Regions from separate parts of the Sus scrofa genome. Here all the other regions are linked to region 3. Evidence: chromatin contacts called from public Hi-C data. All regions are on one chromosome and are shown on one strand. The core of a region is the stretch at or near the end of the contact, and the rest is flanking DNA. Distances in the headings are between cores, read along the strand shown. Region 1 holds the start of LOC106507571. Region 2 holds the start of CDH11 (cadherin 11). Region 3 has its middle 160 kb from the start of CDH11.

Region 1 (3,365 bases), core at 841-3,340, 220 kb before region 3:
TTGCTGAATAGAAGTATGGTTATCTTTCCATAAGAACTAGAGCTCCTTTTTTTTTTTTTTTTTTTAACATTTCTCTTTCCGAAAAACTGCCTTGCAAAAACTTTTCTCCCTGGGGCTCACCTGCAGGTCACAGATACTCTGGTAATAAAGGTATAAAAGAAATTTTTTGTCTTTCTTTTTGGTTATAATTCAACGAATTTTAGTAAATGTATAGATTTGTGCAACCATCATCATTATCCAAATTTAGAACATTTTCATCACCCAACACAGTTCCCTCATACCGATTTGCCCAATTCCTATTCATACCCTTAGCCAGGAGAAGCACTGATCTGCTTTCAATCTCAATAAATTTGCATTTCCTGAACATTTTATATAAGTGGAATGAGAAAATATGTAGTTTTTGCATCTGGCTTTTAGCATGTTTTTAAGGTTCATTCATGTTGTAACGCATCAGCATTTCTTTCATTTTTAAAGCTGAATAGTATTCCGTTATATGGATATACCATGTTTTGTTTATCCACTCACCAACTGAAAGACATTGAATTGTTTCCAGTTTTTGGCCATAATGACTAATGCAGCTATGGAGAGTCAGGTGCATGTGTTTATGCATAAGTTTGTGCATAAGCTGCCAGTTGTCTTGGATACACTCCCAGGCATAAAACTGTTGGGTTACACAAAGGATTATTGACTGCTGCAATACACTGGGCTCAATCTGACTCAAGGTGAGCAACGTCAGTGGCAATCTACCAAGCAATTTTTAACATTTAAAAAATTTGCTGATTCTATCATTCATGAAAAAGACAGTCTTAAAGAAAAAACAAAACCACCACCACTGCCACCACCATCACCAAACAACTGCTGTCACTGAACCAAAACAAAGGACACATTACAAATAATGTCAGGTTACATGTGACCAGGCTCATTCTTGGACGTTCCTCCAAAATGGAGTTAATGAAACTTCTCACTCATCAATCAACCCCTTAATCATCAATGAATCCCAGGTATCTCCGTATAGGTGCAATTAGACTGAAGGGCCCTTCACCTTCCCTTCCTGTTTACACTTTCACTTAGGTGGAAAGCATGAGAAAATTCAGACAGCCATTACTAGACAAACGGGAGCAAAATCCAAGTGTCTCTGAGGGAGAGTGGGACCCTCGTCCTCTCTCTCCTGTGTATCTTCATTTATAAGCGGAATCATGGAAGTCAAAGCACCCCATCACCATGCTCTGCTCCTTGAGAGTGTGGGGGACCTTGGCAATGGCCTAGGACATATTCAAAGTTTTAGGGCTTACAGCAGACAGAAGTGGCAGATAAATATATACAGGAGCAGAGAGGTTGAGAGGAAGCAAACAGTGTGTGGAAGGGTCTCCCCCAGGGTCAGGGACCAACCTGAGAAGAGGCAGGCACCGTGTCCCACTCATCCGGCTCTCTGGGAAAGCGCTTAGCCTCGTGGGCCTAGGGAGTGCCTATCAAAGCACCCACAAGTTTGCGGCCAGGGTGGGAGTACCTAAGGCCCAGAGGCTTGTCTCCTTCTGACCTTTGGGAGGTAAGGGGATGGAGGAGGGGCGGGCGCACAGAGGCACAAGGGAACCAACAACAGGAAACTCAGCGCCCCCACATTCAGCAGTTTAAAAACCACGGCCTCACCGGGTGCTAAAGACGCGGAGGTAGCAGCAACCTCCGACTCAGGGATCCCGGAGCGTCTGGAATCACGAGGGCTCGCGGGGGTGGGGGCGTGGTGCCTGGATGGCCCCGCCCCGCCCGCCGCCCCTGCGCGCAGCCTGGCGCTGCGTGAGAACCCGAGGGCTCTGTGTCTCGCGGACCCATGCGCCAGCGGCTTGGAGACCAAGGGCAGGCTTTGGCTACCAGCACTCTCCCCCCACTACCCGGTTTCCTTTCCCATTTGCCCGCTGAGGCTTTTTCTTCCTTCTTCGTTCTTTTAACGTTAACTCCTCCGTCCCTCTTCTCCCCTCTCGCTCCCCTCTCCCTCCGCATCCTCTTCCCTTTCTGCCCGGGCCGTCACTCCTTTTCCGTCCTCGTCTCCGTCCGTCCTGGCATTTCTTTACCCCGTTATGCATTTGCTTGTTCATCGTGCCTCCACTTCTGCTTTTTTCGCCATCTCCCACCCGAAAAACTTGTTCCAGCTAGGGGTTCCCACCAGGCCACAGTTGCTCCCCTCTACCCTAGGGACGGCGGTGTTTGCGGGTTCCAACTCCGCTCCCCGAAGCACGAGCGCCCCGCCCAGTCCCTGGCGTGATTCTGAAGCCCTGTCCCCGCCAGCCTTTTCTCCCATCTACTCCGCGTGGGCAGGAAGCAGGCCCGGGACCCCTTTCTCCGTCGGGTCTTCCTCCTGGGATGCAGGGGAAGACCCAGGGAGGATTTGGGCACTGCCCCCCCCCCACCAGGCCCAGTCTCCCGCAGAACCGCACTCTCCACGGAGCGGGTCGGGCAGCCAGTGAAGCGAAGGGGCGGGAGGCAACAAGTGTCGATACGTGCGGCCGGAGGGGCGGCGGCGGGGGGGTGCTGTACCTGCTTGAAGCTGGAGTCAAGGGTGGGGTGGCGGGCGCCAGGCTGACCCTGGCTAAGCACTCCAGGCACCCCCTTCCTTACAAGTGGCATTGGGGATGGAGGGGGAGGGAAAGCTGGGAGAGAATGGAGACGTGGCTCTTCCGAAGTCCGAAGTCTCCCTCCCTCAGGTTTCCCCACCCGCACCCCAAGCTGAGTTTGCTAGGGATGGGTAGAGGGGGCAGGGCAGAAGCTGACGACGTGGAGAGATCTCTGGAAGGTGGGGTGAGGAAGAGCAATTCCCATTTGCCTCCCCCACTTGAGCGATGCTTCCCCCCTACCCACCACCCAGGCCTCCTGGGCAAGGGCCCAGCCTGACCAGCTGGAGCGGATTTGGGCGAAGGAGGAAAAAGGGGCTCCCGAGCCCTCCCCAGCTTCCCTCTGCCGCCCTCCTTGATTGGTTGTGCGTCTCTTGAGCCCAACTTCAGTCGCTCTAGACTCCGTCTGAAACCCAGGGGAGCCAGAGTTCGGCGACCCAGGGCGGGAGGAGGTGGCCACGAATCCCGGGGTTTGCATCCCAGGGGTCCCTGGAGGGAGGGGCGCGGACGGGCCAGCCCCCGCAGACTCCGCGAGGCCCAGCTAGCCGCGTCTCGCGGCCTCGGCTCCTCTCCGCCCCCCGCCCTTTCATTCCCTCCCAGCGGCGGCCTCCCTCCTCCTCCCCCAGCCCCCCCCCACCGCCCGCCACCTCCCCCCGGTTTCTCATTCCTGCCACTAGCGCGCTCGGCGGCTCATTCCGCGGCCGCCGCCAGCCGAGGGGAGCGTCGCGAGCAGATGCCGCGGGGGCAGCTCGCAGCCGCCGC
Region 2 (3,251 bases), core at 439-2,938, 160 kb before region 3:
TTGCTGTGGTTCATTGGTTACCCAGGGGCAACCATGGAAGGGGGGCTGCACAAAGGCATGACTACCTGGGCATGAGATTCATGGGAGTAGCCACTTCTGGAGACTGGCTACTACAGCATGTAATGTGGTTGCAAGTTGGGTCCTTCCTTATGCACCATAATAGCTGCCCCCTGTGGCTTTTTCTTCATGACTCCATGTGAATCTGGGTATAACTGTAGCGCTACTCTCCTTGATATCCTGGAAATAGCACATAGTGGGACAGTTTTCTTGTTCTTGCTACAGTCACCAAACCAAGGTGCCATGGACAGATTTGAGTAGATTTACAGTTCACCTTCAGCCCTTCACCAGACAGGGTTTTCGCATGTTGCTGTTTTCCTTGTTGTTGGAGAAGTCATTGTGTGTGAGGAGCTGTTGGGTGGAAGCAAGATGAGGCAAGGAGAAGCGGATTTGGGGGAAAAACTGAAGGGTAATAAAGTCAAAGTTGGAAGCTGTTTAAGCCCTTAATTCAGCCCGAGTTGATCCTAGAAGGTAGGAGCTCTAGAGAGAAAGACATTCAAGAACTCCTTTATGCTGTTGTGTTAGGGAAGCCGTGCCAGCGGCACCTTCCTTGGTTCGGTGCCTCGGTTTTTAAAGACGACAGCTGTTCAGACACTCCATGTTTCTCTCTTCATTCATTCAGCAAATATACATTGAACAGCTGCTCTGGGCTAGGAAAAGTGTTAGACACTTTGGGAGATATGAAGATGAATCAGACCAGAATCCAGGCAGAACACAGCCCCCACACAGAACTCTAGACTGTGGTGCCGCGCGGGAGGGGGGCAGAGAGGAATGTAGTCTTGATAAAGAATTGCAGCTCTGTCAGCCCAATGCTCTGCTTTGCCGGCATGAAGATGACATCTCCTATCACTACTGCCACCACTGTCACTCTTTGCCCTTGAGTCTGTCATTCCTCCAGGATTTGACAGCCCCAGAACAGTGCTTCTTCCTTTAGGAGGGAAGGAACTTGCTTTGGACTCCAGTAAAATGTGAATTCTACCAGCAGCTGGCTCTAAGACTTCATGTCTCCCCTACAGGTTTGTTGTTAGTGTTAGAGCAAATGCGTACAAAGCACATAGTGTTTAGGGTTCTTCTGTTGTTTGGTTTATTTTTTTGTCTTTTTAGGGCCACACCCACAGCATATGGAGGTTCCTAGGCTAAGGGTCAACTTGGAGCTGCAGCTGCCGGCCTGAACCACAGCCATAGCAACTCGTGATTGAAGCTGTGTCTGCGACCTACACCACAGCGCAAGCCAATGCCGGATCCTCGACCCACTGAACGAGGCCAGGGATCAAACCTGCATCCTCATGGATCCTAGTTGGATTCCCTTCCACTGTGCCACAATGGAAGCTTTTATGTAGTGTTTTATAAGACATTATATATATACGACTGCTTTTATTTTTGTTATCAAAGTACCAAATGCACAATGGTTAATCACACCATCCTGTGGTACCTCTAAATCCATGACATGTTTTTCAAACTTTGCACACAACTGTGATAATTTGTTTATGTCTCTCTTTTACACCTGGACTGTTATTATCTAGAAGAAAAGCCTGACCTATGCACCTGTGGACCCCCAGTGTCTAGTAGTGCATCACTTTATTGATTCATGTCACCTCTGGGTTACTAATGATCCTTTACCTTTTTGCAGAAATCACTGTATATTCGACTCAGTGGCCCTGGGACGATCATTCCTGTTGCCATTTGTTGACTGACCAATCAGATGGGTGGAGTTTTGTGTTATAGAAATTGGCAGCAAGTATCCAATGGGTGAAGAAGGTAAGGGGGACCAGTGTTACTGAGTGTTTCAGATGTTACTCTGTTTGTGCAGAAGGGAATGATGGCTTCCGGGTCCAGAGCACAAACCTGTCTTGGTTTGAACCTTCACCAAATCCAGAGCAGAATTTGAGAGGAAAGTAGGCCTCCTGTTTCGGGCTTTGTGGAATGTGATTATTCACTGCTGTTCTTGGGCTCTTTTCATGGAGCACCTATCATGTGTCTTATAAGAATGATGATTGTAGTTGTTGTTGTTGTTTTGACTATAAAAAGTTCAGAGGAGAAAGAAGGAACTGAAGAAGATTGTAATTCCTTAGCAAGAACTCAGCTGGACAGATTGACTAAGACAATTGCCATGTTCTTATCCCCTTTTGCTTCTTCCAAAAATAAATCTCTAAATATGTAAAAGGTAGCTTGCATCCCACAAGGAAAAAGAGATGGCTAGGAGACTGAACATTTTAGATCTCAAAAGACAGAGCACTATGGAGTTCCCATTGTGACTCAGCGGGTTAAGCTAAGGATAAGGATGCAGGTTTGATCCCTGGCCTTTCTCAGTGGGTTAAGAATCCAGTGTTGCCATGAGCTGTGGTGTAGCTCATGGACACAGCTCAGATCCAACATTGCTGTGGCTGTGGTGTAGGCCAGCAGCTGCAGCTCTGATTCAACCTCTAGCATGGGAATGTCCATAAGCCATGGTTACAGGTATTAAAAAAAAAAGGAAGCACTAGATCATAAGCTAGAGGATGACTTCAACTCCAAGACCCAACTCTGCCAATCATTATTTTGTGCCCTTAGGTTAATGAGCTCTTTTCTAGGCCAAAGTGGTTGTTGGCCCTAGAGGATCAAACAGTTCTTAAGTTTTAGGAGTCTATGAATGTATTTACCTCTTTCAGGTGCTCAGTGGTAACTAGAGCTATGTTCACAGGATGTCCAAACATTCAGATAGAAATTTAAGAATTATTTCCGCCAGCAGGACTTTGCATACTTTAGGGTCCTAGGCCCATCCTTCCATGTGTCGGTGGCTTGCCTCCACATGAATGTCCATCAGGTGCTTTAAATGCAGGGCCTAATGCAAGTCATTATTTCCTCCTCTGAACATTTACCTTGTCCTATGTGCCACATTTCAGCAACAGCATCATAATTCACTCAGGTCAGAAACACTCTCTATCTCCACTGCCACTATCCATATGCATACCAAGATTTTGCTGTAGTTTCCACCTAACAGATCTTTTTGCTCCAGGAGTACTTTTCCCCTAATCAACTCCAGCATGATCCACCTTTCATACAACATCCCTAAATCAAGATGCTGTACCGCTTCCCTACTTAATCCCTTTCAGTGTTAGAGATCTGAACTCCCTAACAAGTTTCCAGGACCCTTCATCGATGGGGCCATTGTTCTGCTGTCCAGACTCACTCTCAGCTTCTCTCTCTGTACACCC
Region 3 (3,424 bases), core at 38-2,537:
CTTGTGCTATGAAATGCAACATCTCCTTCACACATTCTGGGACAGAAGTGTTGTATATGATATTTTATTCTCTTTCTTTTTCTCTTTTCATTCCTTATTACCTTTTCCTTTTCTTTTTTTTGCTCTAATTTTATCCATAAAACCTCTCATCTTCTATTCTTTCCATGTCTATTGAATTTCAGATGAGTCCCTTTTTTCTACGCTACTTCATCATAACTGTTCAAGGGCTACAGGTAAGGCAGAGGGGAGAATTTTGACAGTTTTTGGTTGTTGTTGTTTTCCTATGAGATATGTATAATCTTTCACCAACATGAGGTCGGGTCTGTTAACACGACTTGCTTTGGCTAATGAAATATGAGCAGATTTGACACATGCTACATTGGAGCAGAAGGTTTAAGAACCACCATGGGGTTGTACTCTTGCTTTCCTCCTCCACTACTAGAAAACAATTCCTAGGTAGGGGGTTACCCTGCATCCTGGAGTGAAGCAGACCCTTGGAGCAGAGTGGCAAGAAACCCACAGACAACATGTATCATGTGTGAAAAATCAAATTCTGTTTGTAATTCATTCCGAGTTGAAGGTTCTTTGTTACAGCAGCAAACCCTGGCTCATTTATACACATAGCAAGAGCACTTTTCAGGCTCTTCTGAGCTGTCTCATGCCTCATGTCATATGAGTCTTATTTCCATATTCGTAAGCAAGCCAGGTTTGTTATTATTCCCATTTTAGAGATGCAGTTTAGGCTTAGACAGTATGTGCCAAAGAACAAAAAATCTCCTCCAGGAAGCAGAGAAAAAGAACCTTAGTGAAGTTCCCTTGATACCTTTTGCAGCTTTCTGCCCTTAATCACATCCTGACACATAAATGAGTTCAGTTCAGGCTGTTCCAGGGCTCATTGGAAGCTACATTAAGCCATTCAGGGTACTAAGTGCACTTACTGTGAGGAGGACATGAATCATTAAACATTATCCCAGTGACCTGAAAAGTTCATGCAAAGAGCCTTCCTTATCCCATGCTGAGGTTTATTCACCCAAGAGGCCTCGTCTCAAATACATGTTAGGCCCAGCCTTGACACAGTGCATCCTATGTCGTGGAATGGGTAAGGGCCCTTTTGACTGTCAGCCCAGCCACAAAGGGGACCAACTGTGTCTGGTCTCGGGAGAGCAAGGGCAGGTCAGCAAAGTCCTGTTTCTAGGGAAAATCAGCAGAATCAGAGAAATGACCATAGTGGGTCCTGAGCTGAGTCAGGCGGGAACCAGCCCAAGTCTGGGCAGAGGGACACTTGAGAACAGGGCCCTGGGGATTAGTGAAGAGCTGAGCTTGCGGTGGGATGGGGAGATCGATTACAAATTACACTGAGTGGTATCCAAACCGAGGGGAACAGGGCAAAGAGTATCATTTCCAATCCCATGGGCTTTATGATGACTCCTTACGCTTCAATTTTTTGGTGAGAAAATTGGACTGTGTATTCACATTTTAGATGTTTTATTTAAGCTGTTATTCCGCGTTCTACTTTTTTATAATTTTTTTTTTTTGCATTCTGTTAATGTTACCTCAGAACAACCACTTTTCTTTTTCTCTCTCAAATGAGAAACTATGAATACTTGCCAGAAATATCAAGTTAATGCCCAAGCCAGCTCTATGTTCTGATTTATCTTCCACGTTGACTCCGAGTAACAGAGCCATACATTAAGGAACAAAGCTCGCTGCCGGGGTATTTATAACCTTGTCTTTTAAAACATTTGGCAGACGTTCAGGCCCTCCATATGTTCGCAGTATTAAACTTTACCATAAAAGGAACTTAAGAGTTACATTTGAAGAAAGCTGGTATTGTATGGTCTAAAAGTCTGGCAGTTAAAAAAGAAATAATCGAGTCCAACTTGAAATAACAGACGTTCTGTGATCCTGCTGAAAGTTTAAATGCCACACAACAAAGTTCTGCTCTCCCTAACGCTGCAGATGTCATATTTCAGGAACACTTTCAGTGACTCAGAGCAGACACATTGAGTTTCTGAGTCTGGTTTAATAAGGAGCATTCCTGAGTGGTGAGGACTAGAAAGGAAGGCTATGGGTGGTACTTTACTTCCTCCCAGGAAATAAAGCCTACAGAAGTTGGGAAGCCTCCTATGGGGGCAGAATCTCTCCATTGGGTCAAGCAAATTTGTGAAGATATAGGAAGAAAATACTGGAATCTGTTTTTATATCCATATACAGACAGACCTCATTTATTGCGCTTTGCAGATGCTGTGTCTTTTACAAAGTGGCAAGCTTGCACTGAGCAAGTCTATCAGCATCATTTTTCCAACAATATTTGCTCACTTCATGTCTGTGTCATATTCTGGTGGTTCTCCAAATATTTCAAACTTTTTCATTATTATTGTATTTGTCACAGTGATCTGAGATGTTTGATGTTCCTAATACAAATTGCTGAAGGCTTAGATGATGGTTAGCATATTTTAGACATAATGCTGTTCCACAGTTACGCTACAGTATAGTGTAAATATAAGTTTGGCGTAACCATAATTTTTATATGGACCGGGAAACAAAAAAAATTCGTGAGTGACTTGTTTTATCATAATATTTGCTTTGTTGTGGCAGTCTGGAACTGAACCTGCAGTATCTCTGAGGTACATCTGTATCTAGAAAGAATTTATATCCACTTATCTAAACGTCAGAAAAACATCTTTTTCTGATACTTACACATTGATTGAAGGTGCTGCCATCACTCTCCATCTTTCAGAGGGTTCCTAATCCTGAACAATATTTGATGAATCCTGTAAAAGGGTGAGAATTCCATAATTTACAAGATTGGCAATTATTCTAATGCCATTGTTTTGTGAAATCCTACAGTTTGGGGTGGCTCAGCTAAGGAAATCTATAGATTAGTTATATGGTTTGATTAAATTAACCCACTCAAAGAGAGGTGGATTTTTAAAATTCCTGAAAAGAGAATATTGACTGAAGATGATACTAATAAGGCGAGCAGTGGTAGATCACAGCAAGAGAAGTTTGAAACTGCTACTCTGAGGCCTTCATCAGCCACATTTCAAATTAACATAATAACAACCTAGTCAGATCAATGAAGAATCAGACAAACCAAAAGACAGACTAAATGTAATGGAGTATTTGGATTCTGCGGTAATTGGATTCTGGAACAGAAACAAAAGACTTCAGTAGAAAAACTGGTAAAATCCTAATAAAGCTTGATTAATAGTATTTATCAGTGCTAATTTCTTAGCTTTGATAAATGGTTGCTCACATAATTAACACTAAGAGAAACTGGGTAAAGGATACAACATGAACAGTCTGTACTATTTCTGTTAATTTTTTGTAAACTAAAATCATTCTAAATAGAAACCTTATTAAAAGTTTAAGGTGAACAGATGACAAGCAGTTATAAGACAACCTAAAAATCCTGGAAATA

What was found. Hi-C and Micro-C count contacts between places; a contact is called where the count stands out from the background.
Region 1: a contact with region 3 is called in a Hi-C map of embryonic fibroblasts, with 2.8 times the contacts expected there. The contact joins the promoter of LOC106507571 here to the enhancer-like site in region 3. A contact is called at or near these places in 7 of 47 Hi-C or Micro-C datasets (embryonic fibroblasts, liver, retroperitoneal adipose tissue and 2 more).
Region 2: a Hi-C map of fetal heart ventricle shows a contact between it and region 3, with 1.8 times the contacts expected there. The contact joins the promoter of CDH11 here to the enhancer-like site in region 3. A contact is called at or near these places in 6 of 47 Hi-C or Micro-C datasets (embryonic fibroblasts, fetal heart ventricle, psoas muscle and 1 more) and 1 of 2 datasets of contacts at active chromatin or transcription factors (skeletal muscle).

Annotation. Positions count from the first base shown.
Region 1 is chr6:25,933,567-25,936,931 of Sscrofa11.1, reverse strand. It overlaps LOC106507571, which reads right to left and starts at 2,090. Exons shown (of 8, transcript XM_021097535.1): 1 at 2,067-2,090; 2 at 1,648-1,882. The coding sequence starts at 2,090. It also overlaps a transcript of CDH11 not described here.
Region 2 is chr6:25,871,432-25,874,682 of Sscrofa11.1, reverse strand. CDH11 (cadherin 11) reads left to right here and starts at 1,688. Exons shown (of 12, transcript NM_001244482.1): 1 at 1,688-1,815.
Region 3 is chr6:25,709,759-25,713,182 of Sscrofa11.1, reverse strand. No RefSeq gene overlaps it. Among named protein-coding and RNA genes, the nearest start is that of CDH11, 160 kb to the left of the region's middle. Within about 2 kb of position 1,287, at least 12 of the 83 cell types and tissues checked have an H3K27ac peak or open chromatin away from gene starts, as enhancers often do. A contact at or near this core is called in embryonic fibroblasts, retroperitoneal adipose tissue and skeletal muscle, where this site is marked.